2 separate regions of the Sus scrofa genome follow, and region 2 is linked to region 1. Evidence: chromatin contacts called from public promoter capture Hi-C data. All regions are on one chromosome and are shown on one strand. Each heading gives the region's core, a stretch centred on a gene start, on an enhancer-like site or on the middle of the called end of the contact. The rest is flanking DNA. Distances are from core to core; before and after follow the strand shown. Region 1 holds the start of ZNF331 (zinc finger protein 331). Region 2 holds the start of PPP1R12C (protein phosphatase 1 regulatory subunit 12C).

The links. Promoter capture Hi-C pulls out the DNA fragments that hold promoters and counts their contacts.
Region 2: a contact with region 1 is called in a promoter capture Hi-C map of liver, with 9 times the contacts expected there. The contact joins the promoter of PPP1R12C here to the promoter of ZNF331 in region 1. A contact is called at or near these places in 1 of 5 promoter capture datasets (liver) and 1 of 47 Hi-C or Micro-C datasets (liver).

The regions. Positions count from the first base shown.
Region 1 is chr6:56,609,726-56,613,735 of Sscrofa11.1, forward strand. ZNF331 (zinc finger protein 331) reads right to left here and starts at 1,722. Exons shown (of 5, transcript XM_021097273.1): 1 at 1,539-1,722.
Region 2 is chr6:59,345,019-59,349,028 of Sscrofa11.1, forward strand. PPP1R12C (protein phosphatase 1 regulatory subunit 12C) reads right to left here and starts at 2,159. Exons shown (of 20, transcript XR_002344812.1): 1 at 1,726-2,159.

The sequences.
Region 1 (4,010 bases), core at 472-2,971:
TGTCAAGTCATCAGAAACAAGCCAAGTCTGAGAAATTGGCAAAGCCAAGAAGAGCCTAAGGAGCCATGACAATGAATGTAATGTGGTGTCCTGGATGGGATCCTGCAACAGATGAAAACCATTATGCAAAAATTAAGGCAATCTGAATAAAGCATGGCCTTCAGTTAAGGGTAACCTTTTGGAAGTGGCTCACTAATTGTAACTAGGGGTTACAGCAATGCTACAGCAACGTGGGATCTGAGCCACATTTGTAACCTAAATCACAGCTCACGGCAACACGGGATCCTTAACCCACTGAGCGAGGCCAGGGATGGAACCTGCATCCTAATGGATCCTAGTCAGATTAGTTTCCACTGAGCCACAACAGGAACTCCCAGGATGATTTTTCTGGAGACAGCTGGCATGGGGTTAAAAGAGGATAGAATCAGACACTAGGGCTTTTCTGGAGCACAGACTACATCAGAAAATATCCTCCAATGCCCCACCTGTTCCCACGTCTTATCTTAAACCAATCAGAAATAAGAGGGCACTGAGATCTCAGAATTTCGGAGATCCCTGGTGACTAGGCTCTAATAATTGGAGTTCTGAAATATGTAGCTGTCTTCTACCCCCAGCTACCTGGTCAGGGTCCTCTCCCATCCGAAAAGGGGATCTTCTTCCCGAGGCTTTTTCACCCTGTCACTCAGGTAACCTGAATTTGAGATGGCGAGCACCTATGGCTCTGAGATTGCCATCTCACGACTATGTCTGTGCCATTCTTGTCATTTTCATCACAGGGTTCAGGCTTTGACTTGTATTCGGGGCCACTGTCCCCAAACAAGGACCAGAAGGTTGGAACGTGAAGGGAGAGGGAGCAGCAGAAACATGAGAGCTACAGGTTACACTGTCACACACAACCGTGCTCACTCAATCCGCGGCCACACATCCAAACACAATCCTGCACCTGTCACAGCCAAGCGATGGCACAAACCACCATGAGACACCCCTTGACTCTGTCACAAGAACTGACGCCCACGCCAGAGACATGGTGTGTGTCTCTGCCAATCCCACTTAAGTGCAAAGGCTCATCTCAGCCGCCGAGACACATCTGGGCCCCGCCACCCACGCAGGGCCCACGCGCATGTAACTCACGCAGAGCAGAGTGGCCGAGTCACAGCCCGTCACAGCCTAGCCGCGTCCCCCTTCCAGATGCCCACGCGACGCACAGCCACGGGGATGGCGCCGAGTCGCGCCCCCCGCCCCCCGCCCACACTCACGCGCAAGTGCGTCACCAGTACAGGTACCCGGCCTGTCTCCCTCGCCGACGCTCACGCGCGCGTCTCGCTCTATGCACACGGCTGAGCCCGATCCGCGCGCGCGCGCACACACACACACACACACACACACACACACACACACACACACACACTCGCACTTCCTCCGCAGCCGCTCCCGGGAGCCAGAGGCCGAGGCTCTGTTTCGGGCCTCTCCGCCTCTCTTTCACCGCAGTCGCCCGCCGCGTTCCGTGCTGGTGTCCTCCTGGGATGCTACTAACTCACCGCTTGGGGCCTAACAACCAACAGGGCGTCCGGAGCGAGCGCGAGCGTTGAGGTTATCTCCAGACACCGTCACCAGGAAACCAGAGCTTTAAAAAAAAAAAAAGAAAGAAAAAAAAAAAAAAAATCTTCGCGCAGAAAGCGCATCTTCCGGCATGCAACTGGGCGAGTTTCTACTGGGGGCGGTGCTCCAGAGCCTTCTGGGACATGTAGTCTAGAAACCCAGAGATCCGCGGAGCTGAACACTCAATGGCTCGCTTACCCAGCATGCAACCCCTCAAGAGGCAGGAGTGGAGCTGTGCCTCAGAGGTTTCTGGGAAATGTAGTTCGCATCTCGGGGGCGCTAGACAAGGCCTTCAGAAGGCGTCTCCCCTACCCCTAAAGGAGCGCTGTACCTCCAGACTTGGAGGGAATGCGTTTCAGAGCCGCGGAATTTCAAAATGCTGGGAGCTTTGCCAGCTCTTCGGATTTCTTTTCTCCTTTTCTTCTTTTAATGCGAGAAAAGCATACAAATTTTATTACGTTCTTTCATGTACATGGGGGCTTTCAGAAGAGGATGAAAACCTGAAGATATGTCCACAGCAGGAAGCTTTTATACCTTTGAGACAAAGAAACGATGAATTGTGAAGTATTGACAGTGCTCCGGGCTAGTGATAGACCTATTACGGCCTGATAACTCTTATCTTCATGTAATGAGGTTTGTTTGAGAGTCCTCTGATGCCATCTGTCTACATTTATTATTAATTAATTAATTAATTTTTAGGGCCACACCCGTGGCATATGGAGGGGGGTCTAATTGGAGCTGTTGCCGCTGACCTACACCACAGCTCAGGGCAACACCAGATCCTTAACCCACTGAGGGAGGCCAGGGATCGAACCCACAACCTCATGGTTCCTAGTTGGATTCATTTCTGCTGTGCCAACATGGGAACTCCCAGTCTATCGTCATTTAAAGAATTTACTTTCTGCCTTTTGACAGAGAAGGGGCTCTTTTGTGTGTTTACTGCTTTTAAAGAAGGTTTAATTATTTTTTTCTTTTTAGGGCCGCACCCATATCATATGTAAGTTCCTAGGCTAGGGGTAGAAATGGAGCTGAAGCTGCCTAAGTCACAGCTATAGCAACGTAGAAACGTAGAATCTGCGACCCACACCACAGCTCATGGCAACCCTGGATCCTTAACCCACTGAAAAAGGCAGGGGATCAAACTGGAGTCCTCATGGAGACCATTTGGGTTCTTTACTGCTGAGCAACAACCGGAACTCCCTCAAAGTAATTTTTATGTCAAAGAAGCATGTTTTGGGGTGACATACCTGGTTTCCTTAAGTAATGATGCAGGCATTGTTTTTGATAAGGAGGGCCATGAAATCTTTCTGTAAGTGTTCTCTTTTCGTATACTATGCCGCTTTATACTGTTTATAAAGTTTAGTTTAAGTCTGTCTACTGTGAGTCAGTAGTATTCATGTATTTTCTAAGGTTCCTGTGATGTGAAAAACTTTGTGTTAAGATCTCGTTCCATCTTATTAACAGCTTTGCTGTGAAAGAGCTCAGTTTCCATGCTGGAGGTTTACCTGCCTCCCACAAGTTGTTTTAAAAAAAGGTTTTGCTGAACTTCTAATGGGACCAAGTGAAACACAGAGGCATTTAACATAGCACAGTACTCTCAATGTTTATGAATTTTTGTGTAGGGATGGTATTTCCCATTTTAACCTTTTCTTTCTTTTTAAAATTCTAGTTCATCTACATGTTATATTAATTTCAGGTGTACAACATAGTGATTTAATGTTTTTTATAGATCATACTCCATTTAAAGTTGTTTAAAACATTGGCTATATTCCTTGTGCTGTACTGAGTATCCTTGCGTTTTGTTTGTTTTAAACATGGTAGTTTTTGCCTCTTAACTCACTCTGTCCCTCTCCCATTACCCTTCCCATTGGTACCCACTAATTTGTTCTTTATATTTGTGAGTCTGTTTCTATTTATTAATTTGTTTTATTATTTAGATTCCACACGTTAAGTGGTAAAACGCAGAATTTGTCTTTCTCTGACCTACTTCACTAAGCACAGTACACTTCAGGTCCATCTATGTTATTGCCAATGACAAAAATTTCATTCTTTTTTATGGCCAAGTAATATTACACTGTCTTTTTTTAATCCATTCATCTGTAGCATCTGTAGATGGACACATAAGTTGCTTCCATAATCTTGGCTATTGTAAATAATGCTGCTGTGGACCTTGGGGTGCATGTATCTTTTTGAATTAGTGTTTTTGTTTTCTCAGGTAAATACCCAGGAGTGGAAATGCTGGATGATATGTTAGTTCTATTTTTAGTTTTTTGGGCAACATTCATATTGTTTTCCGTAATGGCTATACCAGTTTACATTCCCAACAGTGTCCTTGGGTTCTCTTTTCTTCATCTCTTTGGGAGTATTTGCTATCTGTGGTCTTTTTGACCATAGCTGTTCTGACAGCTATG
Region 2 (4,010 bases), core at 909-3,408, 2.7 Mb after region 1:
AGACCCCAGCATAGTGTGCATGAGGTTGCAGGTTCAATCCCTGGCCTCATTCAGTGGGTTAAGGATCCAGCGTTGCTGTGACCTGTGGCGTAAGCCGCAGATGCAGCTCGGATCCTGAGTGCTGTGGCTGTGGTGTAGGCTGGCAGTTGCAGGTATGATCTGACCCCTAGGCTGGGAACCTCCATATACCACGGATGCTGCCATAAAAAGAAAAGAAAAGAAAAGAAATAAAAAAAAAAAAAAAAAAGAGCTCGGGACTCTTCTATTTCCCTGAACTGCTCCTCTTCTGGGTACCTGCTCCTCTTCTGCTCCTCTTCTGGCTAAGGGGGCCTCTTCAGGCATCCTCCCCATTCCCGTGCCCCTACCCACGCTTCCTTCACAGGGTCCTCTCTGGGCCCCAAAGTAACCGAACCTGACGGGCTCTGGCAGGGAAGAGAGGCCTGGGGACTGGCCTGAGCTGGGAAGACTGGGAGGGAGACAGCCTCGGGGACAGAGGGAGGAGTAGAGGCTCTTCTGTGGCCTGTCCCCAAAGACCCACTGCAGCCAGGCAGGGGATGCGATAAAAGCCCTCAGAACCAGAGGGAATCCTGGTTCTGGGACATATAGTGACTCTGGCTCTGGAACACAAGACCAATGGAGGCAGAAAGCAAGGTGTTTTGGAAAGGTTTGGGGGCCCAGGTTGTGGAGAGAGAGGACCTAGCAGGGCTCTAGGTCCCCTGGGAAGGGGAAGTGACCGGGCCTAGGAGAACTGGCGGTGCACTCTGAAGGAGGGAGAAGCTGCCCAAAGCCACAGGAGGGCATCCAGGCAGAGAGAGCAAGATGACCCGAGGACAGACAGGTGGCCCAGAACCAGAAAGAGGAGGGTGCTCTGAGTGTGCCCAGAAAAAAGGGTAACGCTGCAGGCCCACACAAAGCAAGAGGACAGAGTGAAAGAGAAGTGTGTGGAGAAAGAGAAACATCCCCAAGAGAGAGCCTACAGTGCAAGGCCAGAGGTGGCACAGAGGGAGAATGAGGAGGGCACGCAGGTGAAGGGGGCAGGAGAGAGAGCAGGAGGTGAGCCAGGCGAGGGAAGCATCCACTTGAGGAGCAGAGCGCCTTGAGGGCGATGGCTCAGGAAAGAGCACCCTTACATGGCAACAGATGGCAGAGACCAAGGATGAAGAGCAGAAACCTGAAGGAAAGGGCATGGAAGGCTCGGGGGCTGGCCGAAGAAACGGCCCAGGCCAGAGAGCGGGAAAAGAAGCAGCACAGGCCCAGAAGAGAGGAGGAGGACGCTCAGGGAAAGTGGTACCTGCCTGGACTAGGGGAAACAGTGGGTACCGGTGAAGCTGGGAGAAGTGGCGGACTCGAGAAAGTGGGGCAGCATTCGATGGCAGAGTAGAGGTGGCACGGGCCAGGCTGGTTAAGAGCGCTCAAGGTGGGGAAAGAGCAGGGCGAAAGAGACAAGACGAGGATGGACTGGCCTGAGGCCCTCAGCAGTGGCTCGAGTCCGGAGAGAGGGCAGCGCAGGATGGCAAAAACCAGGCCAGTTCAAGTGGCTCAGGACTGGAAGAGGGGAGCTCCAGGTGGGTGGGATGGGAAAAGGACTCAGCACGGGATGATAAAGGACCGGGGCAGCATCGACGGTGCAGACCACGACTGGCAAGGGTGACTCTGGACTGGGAGGGAGGGTGCTCGAGGCAGCGCAGACCCAGGGCGGATCGGAGCCCGGGCGGGGGCGCTGACCTGGTGCAGGGCGCTGATGCCGTCGGCGTTGGTGGAGTCGAGCACGGCGCGGGCTGGCGGCGGGGCGGAGGGGTCCAGCTCGGCGTCAGGGTCGGGGTCGGCCGCGCGCAGCATCAAGCGCGCCTCGTCCAGGTCGCCACCCGCGCAGGCCGCCAGAAACTCGGCGGCGCGCTCGAAGCGCACGGTACGGGCGCGCCGTTCCCCGGGGCCCGGCTCGGCGCCTGCCCGCGCCCCCCACTGCCGCAACTGCTCCCGCCGCCGCTCACGGGCTGCCGCCGCCGCCGCCCCCGGGCCCGCCCCTGGGCCATCCTCGCCCGACATCGCGCCGCCCGCTCGCCCGCCAGGTAAGAAGCGAGCGAGCGAGCGAGCGAGCGACCAGCTCCGAGGCGTCGCCGACGCCCGCCCTCCTCCGGGCCGCCGGGAATTGCGTCCCGCCCCGCGCCGCCAGAGGATCTACCGGTCCCCGCCCGGCACGTGACGTCACCACGCCGACTCGGGGCCCGCTGGGAAATGGAGTCCACAGGCTGGAGAGGCAACCGGCAACCGCCTGAGGGCGGACCGCGGGGAACTCTGGGAAGTGGAGTCCATAAACGGAAATGGATCTCTGCAATAGTCCCGCCCCGAGGCACACTGGGAAATTCGCAGCTCCGCGGTGTCAAAAGGAAATCTGATTGGCGTGCTGGGAAGTGGAGTCTACAGGCGGGAGGTCGGCCCCAGGGCATGCAGGAAATGCCGTTCGCAGCATCCAGGTGACGAAGGGCTGGCCCCCGGGGACCTACTAGGAAATGGACTCGACAACCCGAAAAGTACAGAAGTTTTCCGTTTTCCCCTTTTTCATGTCATGTACTTTATTTACTTTGGGTTTGTCGCGCCCTTCAACAAGAAATAAGCCCCAGGAAGACCGGGATTTTTGTGTTGTGTGCTTTCCTTGTTCCCAGTACCTAGTAGAACGCGATCGGAAATAGTTTTTTGAATGAATGAATGAATGAGAGAACGGATTCTCTAGGTCGTGGGAAACACCAGGATACTATGGGAAATTGAGTCCGCAACCCTTGGATCATCAAGAAAATTGCAAGCCTTCCTGGGTGACCGCCCAGGGCATGCTGGGAAATTATGTATGCGGTACAAAGGTCATGACAATGGGCCGCTGGTCGCGCTGGGAAATGTAGTCCTAGGCAGAGCCCCCAAACACCCCAAGAAATAAGATTCGAGGGCAAGATAAGTCCAGAGTCCCCGAGTAACCCCTGGATCACATCGGGAAGGGAACCTGCGAGGTAGGATCCACAAATGAAAATGCCCGCAGAGCCTTAAACTGGCCCTCTCTGCCATTGCAATCACCCTGAGGCGTGGAGCACGCTGGGAAGTGTAGGCCGGGCTCTATATCCTCGCAAGCAATGCTGGGATTTGTAGTCCAGATGAGGCGTTCTAGTTGATGTGGCGGGCTAGTACGTAGCACCATAAAGCAAGAAATGAACCTTAGCTTGCGTGTTCGATTCCAGGCCTTGCTCAGTGGATTGAGGATCCGGCGTTGCCGTGAGCTGTGGTGCAGGTCGCAGACGCAGCTCGGACCCTGAGTTGTTATGGCTGTGGGGTAGGCCAGCAGCTCCCATTCAACCCCTAGCCTGGGAACTTACATATGCTGAAGGTGGGGACCTAAAGAGCAAAAGGAAAAGAAAAAAGAAAAAAGAAAACTATCCCCGTCTTAAGTACCTTGCACCTGAATCCTCATTGGGAAAGAGGTACGCACTTTGAGACCCGAACAAAGACCCCTAAAAATCGCAAAGAAAAGTGCTGAAATGCAGACACAGGCGAGATTCTTTTTCTTCCAAGGAATGTCAGAGCAGCCTACATACAGGCTCTGAGGTCCTTGGGGGTGGGTTGGGGGGACTGTGCAAAGAAATAAACTGCAAATCCATCCCATGAGATCTGGAGACCGTGGGGATGGGCACGAAGGGGATCCAGTCCTGGGAGCTCTTGGGATGTTGAGTCCCACTCAACCTACACACCCAGGGAGATTAATCATCCATCTGTGGTTATGTATATTTCTGTGCCTGCGCGAAACGGTGATTTTTGGGTGTTTTGTGATCGCGTCTGCAGTTGAATGCAACCTGATTTGGGTGCTCGTGTTTATGGTGTCTGTAAGCTTTGGTGTAGAGCGTCTATCTGTTTGCGGCCTTTATTCATTTGGGAGACATAATATGGAATTTCCACTTAACCCCCACAACCTACGATGGGATGTGTTCCCACCACAAGCTCTATTGGCAATCTTTACTTCTGACGGCTAT